Linked DNA regions of Ovis aries: all the other regions are linked to region 1. The links are chromatin contacts, called in public Hi-C maps. All regions are on one chromosome and are shown on one strand. Each heading gives the region's core, a stretch centred on a gene start, on an enhancer-like site or on the middle of the called end of the contact. The rest is flanking DNA. Distances are from core to core; before and after follow the strand shown. Region 1 holds the start of DOCK4 (dedicator of cytokinesis 4). Region 2 overlaps DOCK4 (dedicator of cytokinesis 4). Region 3 holds the start of LOC132659685.

What was found. Hi-C and Micro-C count contacts between places; a contact is called where the count stands out from the background.
Region 2: a contact with region 1 is called in a Hi-C map of liver, with 2.2 times the contacts expected there. The contact joins the enhancer-like site here to the promoter of DOCK4 in region 1. A contact is called at or near these places in 2 of 16 Hi-C or Micro-C datasets (hypothalamus and liver).
Region 3: a contact with region 1 is called in a Hi-C map of hypothalamus, with 4 times the contacts expected there. The contact joins the promoter of LOC132659685 here to the promoter of DOCK4 in region 1. A contact is called at or near these places in 4 of 16 Hi-C or Micro-C datasets (blood, hypothalamus, liver and 1 more).

Annotation. Positions count from the first base shown.
Region 1 is chr4:57,733,256-57,736,371 of ARS-UI_Ramb_v3.0, reverse strand. It overlaps DOCK4 (dedicator of cytokinesis 4), which reads right to left and starts at 1,428. Exons shown (of 54, transcript XM_060414757.1): 1 at 1,082-1,428. ZNF277 (zinc finger protein 277) reads left to right here and starts at 1,655. Exons shown (of 12, transcript XM_004007882.5): 1 at 1,655-1,808. The coding sequence starts at 1,718.
Region 2 is chr4:57,871,504-57,874,679 of ARS-UI_Ramb_v3.0, reverse strand. The region is part of intron 2 of DOCK4 (dedicator of cytokinesis 4); the gene reads right to left. Among named protein-coding and RNA genes, the nearest start is that of DOCK4, 140 kb to the right of the region's middle. Within about 2 kb of position 1,564, at least 12 of the 54 cell types and tissues checked have an H3K27ac peak or open chromatin away from gene starts, as enhancers often do. A contact at or near this core is called in liver, where this site is marked.
Region 3 is chr4:57,492,644-57,495,800 of ARS-UI_Ramb_v3.0, reverse strand. LOC132659685 reads left to right here and starts at 1,644. Exons shown (of 1, transcript XM_060414755.1): 1 at 1,644-1,996. The coding sequence starts at 1,671. The coding sequence ends at 1,829. IFRD1 (interferon related developmental regulator 1) reads left to right here and starts at 1,644. Exons shown (of 12, transcript XM_027968611.2): 1 at 1,644-1,962. The coding sequence starts at 1,872.

The DNA.
Region 1 (3,116 bases), core at 179-2,678:
TAATTGCATTTGGCTGCTTCAGGCTTGTCAGAGAGCCTTCCTTTTTAATAGTCGCAACCTAAAAGGAGTAACTGTCAAGGGGCGACCCAGCTGAAATCAAACAACAAAAACGGGAACTGTAATCCGCCTGAAATGGGAGGAGGGAAAGGAAGGGAGACTCCTGTATTCATCCGTCAATATTAATGTCCTTTGTTGTTCACCTTTACACAGAACAGCGAGCGCTACCCTGCTCCTTTTCCTCCTAACACCCGTATCAGGGTAATCTTTCCTAAAAGCTGTCTCGTTGCCTCGAAGACCCAAGCTTTCGGAGTCTCTCTCCCGATTAACACTCCACAGCTGTCCTCCAGCACCACCCCCACCATGAGCAGAGAGGGTGGTCAGAAGCAAAAACATTGCTGAAATACCCGTTTCCCTCCAAAGACCAAAGAGCAGAGCGGCGCAGATGTTGAAATTTACTAACCCCCGCCCCACCGCCTCTCCGAGCGCGCACACACACACCGGGTAACCCGGGATGGGAGGGAGGAGGAAGGCTCGGGCCGGACTGTCAGAGCGGCTCTTCTGAGGACGGTGCCACATTCCGCACTCCGGGAATGTGGAAGGCAAAGGGAAGGTTCTGCGCCTCCCTTCTGTTTTGGGGATGTTCTCTCTCCGCTACTGTTGTCTCCCTCTCCACCCTGGGAAGTCGTTGCAGCCCTTGCTTTCTTTAAGGTAAAGGAGAAGGAGGGAGAGGAAAGCCGTCCGTTCTCCTCTTCCAACTTGACACACACACACCCGGTAGCCACTCCAAACTCCGCAGGCAGAGCCCGCAGCAGCGGGCTGGCCGCGCGCTCCCCTCAGCCGTCCCGGCACTCCCTCCGGGAACCCATGCCGAGAGCTCCCATCCGGCGTTGAGGGGCGAGACCCCGAGGCGCAACCCTCTGCCAGGAGGTGGCTGAGCAAAGCCCCTAACCCGCAGCGCGATGCCAGAATTAGGCATTTGCAGCCGGGCTGAGCGAGAGGGGCACGGGGGCAAGGACGCGAAATTCGCACTCGGTCGGGCTAGGACCAGAGCAGAATAAAAGTTCGCCCCGCGAAGACTCACCCACGCCGTATTTCTCGTGCTCCGTAGGTATCCACATGGCTAAACAGGGGTCCGGGGTCTTCAGGCTTTGCAATCCCCGCGCCCCTTCTCCGGCTCACAACAATGCACAGCTTCCGAGTAGTGGCTGCAGCGCTGGAGCCCCGCGGCTCCGCGCGGGCTGCGGTCGCTGGGCAGGGTCTGCGCTGGAGGCTCCCGAGCCCAGCGTTGACACCGCGCGGCCGAGGCTGCGCCGCCCGCAGCTCTGCCGGCTGTGGCTGCTCAGAGTCCTCCGACGCGCTCCCGGGAACCCAGAGGCGCAGTCATTGTTCTGATTCACTGAACTAAGCGAACACGCCGGGGCACTCTCCGGCGCACCCCCGCCCGTCAGCGCCTCTTCTAGCCCTCCCTGCCGAGCGCCCCGCAGCACGCTGGGAACTGTAGTTCTACAACAGCTCCATCCCGGAAGGAGGTGGGGAGTTAGCGGCTAGGGGCGGGACTACGTCCCGCTCGCCACGTTCTATTGGTCCAGATCGTGACGGCGCGGAGTGGGCGTGGAGGAAAAGTCGCGTCAGTGGGGAATTCGTTTCCAATCGCGTTTCCATTGGTCCCGCGCTTGGTCTGCGGCCCTCTTTTTTTTTTTTCCCCCTCAGCCGAGTAATGGCTGCTCCCAAGACCCTGGGGGCTGCTACCCAAGGGGAGGAGGACAGTGATGGCAACCGTGGTGGAGCCAGAGGTGTCAGTTATGAGGGTGAGTACGGTGCCTCTGAGGTGCAAATGGTTTTTTGTCTTCGTTTCTCTCCAACCTGGAATACAGCTGACTGCTGGACGGACCTTAGCGCTAAGGCCACTTGAGCGCGAAGGGGCCACGGGTGGAGCCCCGCGGGACAGGAGGGGGTGGGAGAAGGCTACTTGCTGGAGACTGTCTAGGAGGGAAGAGAAAATGGGATGAAATGGCCTTATCCGCAGCCAGGGAAGTTCCCTGGGTTCTGTCCTACGTTTGGAGCTCCCACCTTTACTTTCGCTGCCGAGTGGGCGTGGGTCAAGGTTTGCGCGTGTGTGAGTGTAACTCTGGAATTAGCTGTCCTCTTTCCTCGCCAGTAGTCTACCCTCGCCTCGGTTTGCTTGGTTTGGCCTCGAGAGATAGGTTTTATTTGGGTTCGAGCGGATTTCCATTTGCAAACTGGTTGGTCACTCTACAGATTTTTCTCAGTTGTTGGCTGGAGCAGCCTCTGAAGGGAAAGTCTGTATGACTCTCACAGCTTCTTCCCCTGTCAACTGCCCCGGGCGTTCTCCAGGATTGAATGTAGAGAGCCTGGGAGATCTTCCCAAACTCTGGGTCCTTAGAGCAATAGGAAAGGAAATGGTAATTCTTGTCATGGCTTCACAGAAAGTCATCACAGCTACTTTGGCTTTGCTTCACTTTCAGGTTGTCTTCTGACCCAGTATAGAGAGCAAAAATAAAACTTTGAAAGCTGCAGAGGAGGTTATCTTTAGAATCCCTAGCCCCTTTCTTTTGTTGTTGTTCTATCCATCTATCATCTATCCATTTATCAATGAGTCCTATCCGACTCTTTGCATCCCCATGGACTGCAGCACTCCGGGCTTCCCTGTCTTTCACTGTTTCCCTGAGTTTGCTCAAACACATGTCCATTGAGTCATTGATGCCATCCAATCATCTCATACTCTGTTGCCCCCTTCTTCTCATGCCCTCGGCCTTTCCCAGCATTAGGGGCTTTTCCAGTGGGTCAACTCTTTGCATCAGGTGGCCAAAGTATTGGAACTTCAGCATCAGTCCTTCCAATGAATATTTTAGGTTGATTTCTTTTAGGATTGACTGGTTTGATCTCCTTGCAGTCCAAGGGACTCTCAAGGGTCTTCTCCAGTACCTCTGTTTGAAAGTATCAATTCTTTGACCCTCCGCCTTCTTTATGGTCCAACTCTCACATCCATACATGACTACTGGAAAAACCACAGACAGACCTTTTTCAGTAAAGTGATGTCTCTGCTTTTTAATACACTGTCTAGTTTGTCATAGTTGTATCCTTATAGTCTGTGT
Region 2 (3,176 bases), core at 315-2,814, 140 kb before region 1:
TGAATCCTAACCACTGGACTGCCATGGAATTCCCACTGAAAGCAGAAAAGAGGATTATGGAGAAGGACACTGGTGGGCATCCAAACTCTTGTTCTTTCCTGTTTTTTTCCAAAGAGGAAGGGGCTGTCTTTGACAGTTCCCCATACTGTGAATCCTCCCTTGAGAACAGAAGGTGTAGCCATGAGAACAGGCTCTATCATTCACACGTGAGATTTGATTCAGCAGTGAACTATGTGAGAAAAGAGCCAGGCCCAGGACACCCTCAGTGCTGGCACAGGTGATGGCAGAGGTATGAGGACAGGAGTCACCTGTGTGGCAGCTTCATGGGTCACGGCAGAGGTGGTGTGGTTCGGAGGCTGGCGGCAATGGCAGCCCGCTTGTCAGGCTAGTCCCGTGGGGTGGTTCTAGGAAATGTTCATGGAAATATAGCCTGGAGCGTGTTTCTGCATCTTTTCAGAGAGTCTGTAAGCCAGCTAATATCCCATAACAAATCCCATTTAAACCAGCTGGGGCGGATTCTATTATCTGCATCAGAGAACTCTAGCAGATGCAGAACTCTGTGCAAATGAAAGGTTTTGAAGCTGCAAAATATCCCGGTAAGTGGAGCAAAAATTTCATAAGCCAGTTCCACACCACTTACCACAGCTCCATCGACACGAGAGGTTTTAAGGACACTAAGCCAGTCTCTCTTTTGCTTATGGTTCTTTCAATCCAAAAAAGTATACAGCTTTCTCTCTTGGTGAGAAAACAGGTGTTCTGTCTTGTTAGACAGCTCCTATTATGATGGGGGACTGTCAGTTACAAGAAGGCAGCCCGTATGGGCTGAACTGTCACAAAATAGAGCTTCTGGCCAAAGATTCAAAAAAAAAAAAAGAAAGAAAATTAAAAGGTCATGGCACTCCCACGTGATAAAACTTCAGGTGTCCAGCTTCTGTTTGAGGACAGAACAAACATAAACAGTGGCCATTCACATCTGACACTGAAAGCAAATGGCCCAAAAGGTCAACTCTGGTTGTTTCCAGACAGCAAGTTCATTGGCGATTTCATACCCTTTCTTTTTATCTCTCTTTTAAAAAATGCTACACAATGAATACTATTACATTTATAATCAGGGAAACCAATCATATTAGTTAAGAAATAATCCTATTCCTAGAATCGAACTGGAAAGTACCATGACTCCAAGTAAACAAAACACACTGGCAGTCCAATGTCAAGGGCCCGCCGAGGAAGGCCATGGAGACAGTGCATCCGACTCGCTGAAGGGCTGGCCAGAGCAATGCCAGGCATCCTAAGAGGGGTAGGGGCCAGGAGTGTGGGTGTGAGTTAGCTGGGGAGGTGTTCCCAGAGGAGGTTCAACTTCAGCTAAGTTATAAAGAATGGAAAATATACTGAGCAAAAAAAGTAAGTCTCGTACATGCTCACGGAGTGATAACTGGAGGCTAAAAAAAAAAAGAAGAAAGAAAGAAAAAGTGTGCAAATGACATGGTAAAGCACTGGGCCTGCTGCCTGCTGCAAAGAGGCATTCATTTCTTGCAGGAAACAGGCAGGGACCGGTTTCCTGCCAGCCCTCCTAGAGCTGATAGCTTTGACTGGCCTCTAGCACCTACACGGAAGAGGAAACTCCCCAGAGCAGCAGAGAGGTACAAAACATGCCTTCAAAGGCCGCCCTTTGAAATCCCCAGGAACTCTGACATCCTTGTCATGTGACTGCCACAGAGAGCCACAGCAGACACCTATCAGATGAAGTCTGGCTGTCTGCTGGCAGGAACAGCTTCTTTATTTACATCTTTTGTGGAAGATAACTGAATGACTTTGCAGGGGTGACCACATTCCATCTCAGCCTATTACTCACTGTGCTTAGAGTGTTCATCTCGAAGCAGGTATGTAATTATATAGAGAGTCAAGAAAATTATACATGGCCACACAATAGGGAAAGGGAAAATGGATTGAAGGAAAATATAATAAACTCCAGATCGCTTTGTTCCTGCATAGTAAGTGGTTCCTATTTGTTTCATTGCTACTGGGAGTGCTACTAAGAAGACCAGGCTGTTGTGTTCACAACCTAGCATTACCAGTTAGTAACAGACGTGTAACTTTGCTCCAAACAAGCCCTCGAGGTCAGTTTCTTCAACTATAAAATAGAAAGAATGTCTTATATCCCTCATCAGTTCACTGAAATGATCAAATGATTCTAAAGGATCCTGTAATGGCTCTGAAGGTTCTATTTTTCTAGACTGTTCAGGGTCAGAAGAGGTAAATAAATACAGTGATTTAGAGCACTGGCTTTGGGTGTGAATTCCAGCTCCATCCCTCTGGGTATGTGAATGTGGACAAGTTGTTAACCTCTCTCTAAGCCTCAGTTTCCTCATCTGTAAGACAGAGGTAATAATATCTATCCCATAGGTTTATTATGAAATTAAAAAAAATAACACACATAAAGTGTTTAGCACAGTTCCAGACACATTACAAATACAAATTATTATAAATAATGGTAACTTCTGTCTTGAGCAAGGATCAGCCTATTATGTAACCTAAAGAAAAGCATGCCATCCCATACTGAAACCTTCAGGAATCTCCCCACTGGCTGGAGGGAGTCTTACCTTTCTAGAGACAGAGGTGGTATCCTATTCACTTCTACATCCCTAGGCATTTCCCACAGGGCCCTGCATTTGGCGGGTGTCCACACTTGTGTTCAATTAATGGTCCCAAATCCTTCTTGTGGATTCAGAGACACTCTGATAAGAAGTAGGATCTCTGTCTCTCTGGATTACCCCCAAGTGGTTCACCACGGAATCACTTCTTTAACGAGGTACCATGAAAGGACCCAAGTGAAACAGTTCAAAACAACAAAAAAGAGCAATATTAATGAATGATCTCATTAGGATGATTTCCCAACTTTCATCTCTCATCCTTCCATGTTAACAAAATGAGCCTCCTTCAGAGTAGTAATAAATGTGCCTGCCACTTAAAAAGCACTGTGAGAGCCTTGAATTAACACTGACTGGCTATTCTGAGCACCCAAATGATCACCTGTTGCCTGACATGAGTACTGCCAGACAGTGAATTAAACAGTAAACAATAACCTTAGGTCACCGGGTAGATGCAGGCTCAATGCTTTTCTTCTAAGACTCAATGCTTTTCTTCTGAGAAGAATGAGTTAACTTTGGCCCTGTAGG
Region 3 (3,157 bases), core at 395-2,894, 240 kb after region 1:
CAGGGGAAGAGGACTGGCATTTAATATACTGGTAATGGGAACCAAAAATGTTTTTGAGGAACTACTAAACCATGTGAATTAGTAAACTAGGGGCGATATCAATAAATCTGGCAACATTATCATAGATAATATAGCATAATTATAGCATAATGCCAATGAAATGACTATCGAGATCCTTTCAAATACCCAGGCACCAACTGAGGTCATGTGTGATTGGAGAAGAGCTTATGAATTCAGGAGTTTTATGGAGAAACTGATTGATTTAGGGAAAGCAGGTTTCAATTTGGGCATATTGGAGGATAGCAGTAACTGTGAAGACATGAAAGGAAGACAGGGAGAGGGAAACGGAGTATTTGAGAAGCTGGATTGAGTGCATATGGAACATTCAGGTGGAAATGTGCTACACGCCATTCAAAAGAAAATAAGAGAAGTAGCTCAGGAGAGAGGTGGAGGTGGGGGTTAGTCACCTACACTGAAGTGAGTCAGCAAGTTCGGTCTGTCATAAGCGTAATATATGAACTCAATAACAGGTTCTAAATATGTAACACATGTAACAAGGAAGACAGATCTTAGACTCACCTTGGAAAATAACACACACAAAAACCGCTGAGATTATTGGTATTTATAGCTCATGTTTGTTTTACCAGCTGTTAAAGTCCCCAAACCCAATACTTATCCCAGACTGACCTCCTAACTGGCAGGAAGAATTGTCAAAGGACACATTCTTTCATAGAAATCTAAGTCGCCAGATCTTTCTAGTCTAGAATAGGAGAAATACAAGAACTACACGACTAAGTAGATTGTCAATGTGCCTTGTGCTCGGTGGTGTCCGACTCTTTGTGATCCCATGGGCTGTAACCTGCCAAGGTCCTCTCTCGATCGGATTTTCCAGGCAAGCATACTGGAGTTGGTCACCATTTCTTTCTCCAGGGGATCTTCCCCACCTAGGGATCAAACCCAAGTTTCTGTCTTCTGCGTTGCAGGCAGATTCCTTACCCGCTGAGCCATCTGGGAAGCCCCAGCAGATTAAGGCACATCTTTTTGAAGGTGAAGGGAGGCACATAGCCCTGAACCACAATTCTGTTATAGATACTGATGATCGCTAAACTAATTCAACTACTAAAACCACAGAAACGTTCCCAAAGAGGGGATTCTGTGCCAGGGCAGAGGCCGCAAGCAAGGGAAAGGTTAAAGGGAAGAACGCGAGTCTCTGGAGTCAGACCAGTGACGCGGATTGCGTAGCTCCCACTTGGAAGATGGTTGTCGTCATGTGGCATACCCGCAGCATTGCTCACCGCCGGCGGCCGCCTCCGTCAATTCCAATGCTGGGCCGCCAGCAGGCAGTGCAAGGGTCACGAGAAAGGAAGCATGTGCGCAGAAAAGCCAGTTGGGAGGAGCTGGGAGGCGGCTCCACGGGGCCGACTACATATCCCATAATTCAGCACACAACGAAGACCGGCTCCCCGGGCGCCTCTGGAAGACTTGCAGCATGGGATCTGTGGTGAGCATCGTTCGCCCGCCCGAAGTCGGCCTTTGGTGGGGAGATATATGGCGATTGGCTAGTGAGAGTTCGAGTTCCGCCCACGGATGGTGACGACAGGCGGCGGTCCTACTACTTAAGGCGTCGTGGCCTCGCCTGCCCCGCCTTAGCTCCCGCGCTAGAGAGAAACATGTATCGTTTCCGATCACAGCTCTTCACGGGGATTTCTGCTGCCGCCATCGCCCACTCTTACCCGCGCCGCTTCTCGCCTCTGTTGTTAGCCGAAGACTCGCCTCTCAGCCGCCCGTCGCACAGACGCACGAGTAAAAAGTGCAGCTCCATCGGCTGATCCTCGCTAAGCTAGAGTTTAGGCGGCACCGGGCGTCCCACGATGCCGAAGAATAAGAAGCGGAACACTCCCCACCGCGGTGGCAGTGGTGGCGGCGGCTCAGGGGCAGCTGCAGCGACGGCGGCGACAGCAGGTAAGAAAGTATCCCCGCCGCCGGCATCCCAGATACCGGCCGGGTTGGCGAGTCCCTTAGCCTTGGGCACCCTGGGAGTTGTAGTTCTATTCCTCTAGACGTATGCGTTGGCGGGGCGCCTGGCGTGGCCGGCGGACTACGCTTCCCAGCGTGCCCTGGGAGCCGAACCTCGCGCGATTTGGATCTGGCGTGCGAACCGAACTCTTGGGCACCGGCCGCGGGGCAGGGAGAGGGGTAGATGGGTTCTTGCGCTTGAGAGTGGGTCGGGGTTGGGGGTGACTGGGAGCTGGGCGGGCGAGGAAGTGTTTTCAGAGACTGGTACTGGCGCTCTAGAGCTCTCTTTGATAGAGGGTGGTGCCGAGCTCGGAGTTCTGTCCATGCTGTCACTGGTCGCCTTTGACCACTCGGCTCCAACATGGAGTTCTCGGGAATGCCAAACGTCCGGCGGGTTTGGACCGGCTTTTGCGTCACGCGGCCTGGGCCTTGCGCGGTGGGGCCGGGGTGACGAAGAGGCGCCCATGTGGCATCCCATTCGGCTGCCTTTCTGTGCATCCCGCGTGTGCACCTGGCCCGGCCGAGGCGCCAGAGGCTGGAGTCCACTGTCCCAGCGTAGACTCTGCTCCTACCTCTATCTGGCACCCGCACAAATCCCGAGCCCCCAGCTCTCGGGCGACCCGTCGAAGCCAGCTCCTACTCCCGTGGGCAGAAACTGCGTGCTCCTTTGTGCTGTATTTTGTAGGTTCTCCGCTGGGAGCCCGGAATAGGCGAGAGTGGTGAGGAGCTCAGATTGCAGTTAGCCAAAAGTTTAGTTAGTTTTTTTTTTGGATTCCTCTTTGTAAAGTCGAAACTTTTCCTGGAATTAATGATTTTTTAGTCCTAACTATACAGCTAAGAAAAAATGACTTCAAGCAGAAACTCCAACGAGACACACCATACTGAAAGCTAGTGTTAACCCTGTTAAAGTCATCTCACTTAATAATTGCTTTATTGAAACTTTGAAATTAAATATTAAAATAACCTCAGATGTTATTACATCGACTCTATTAGCCATATGTATTTGTGAATACAGTTGCCACTTTAACCCTCAGAATGATATGCCTTTGTTCTTTAGCAAATAAATAGGTCAGTCTTTAAAGAATTGGAAACTGATATTTAAAAAGCAAGACGAAAACTTGCTCTCGTGTATTAAATATTT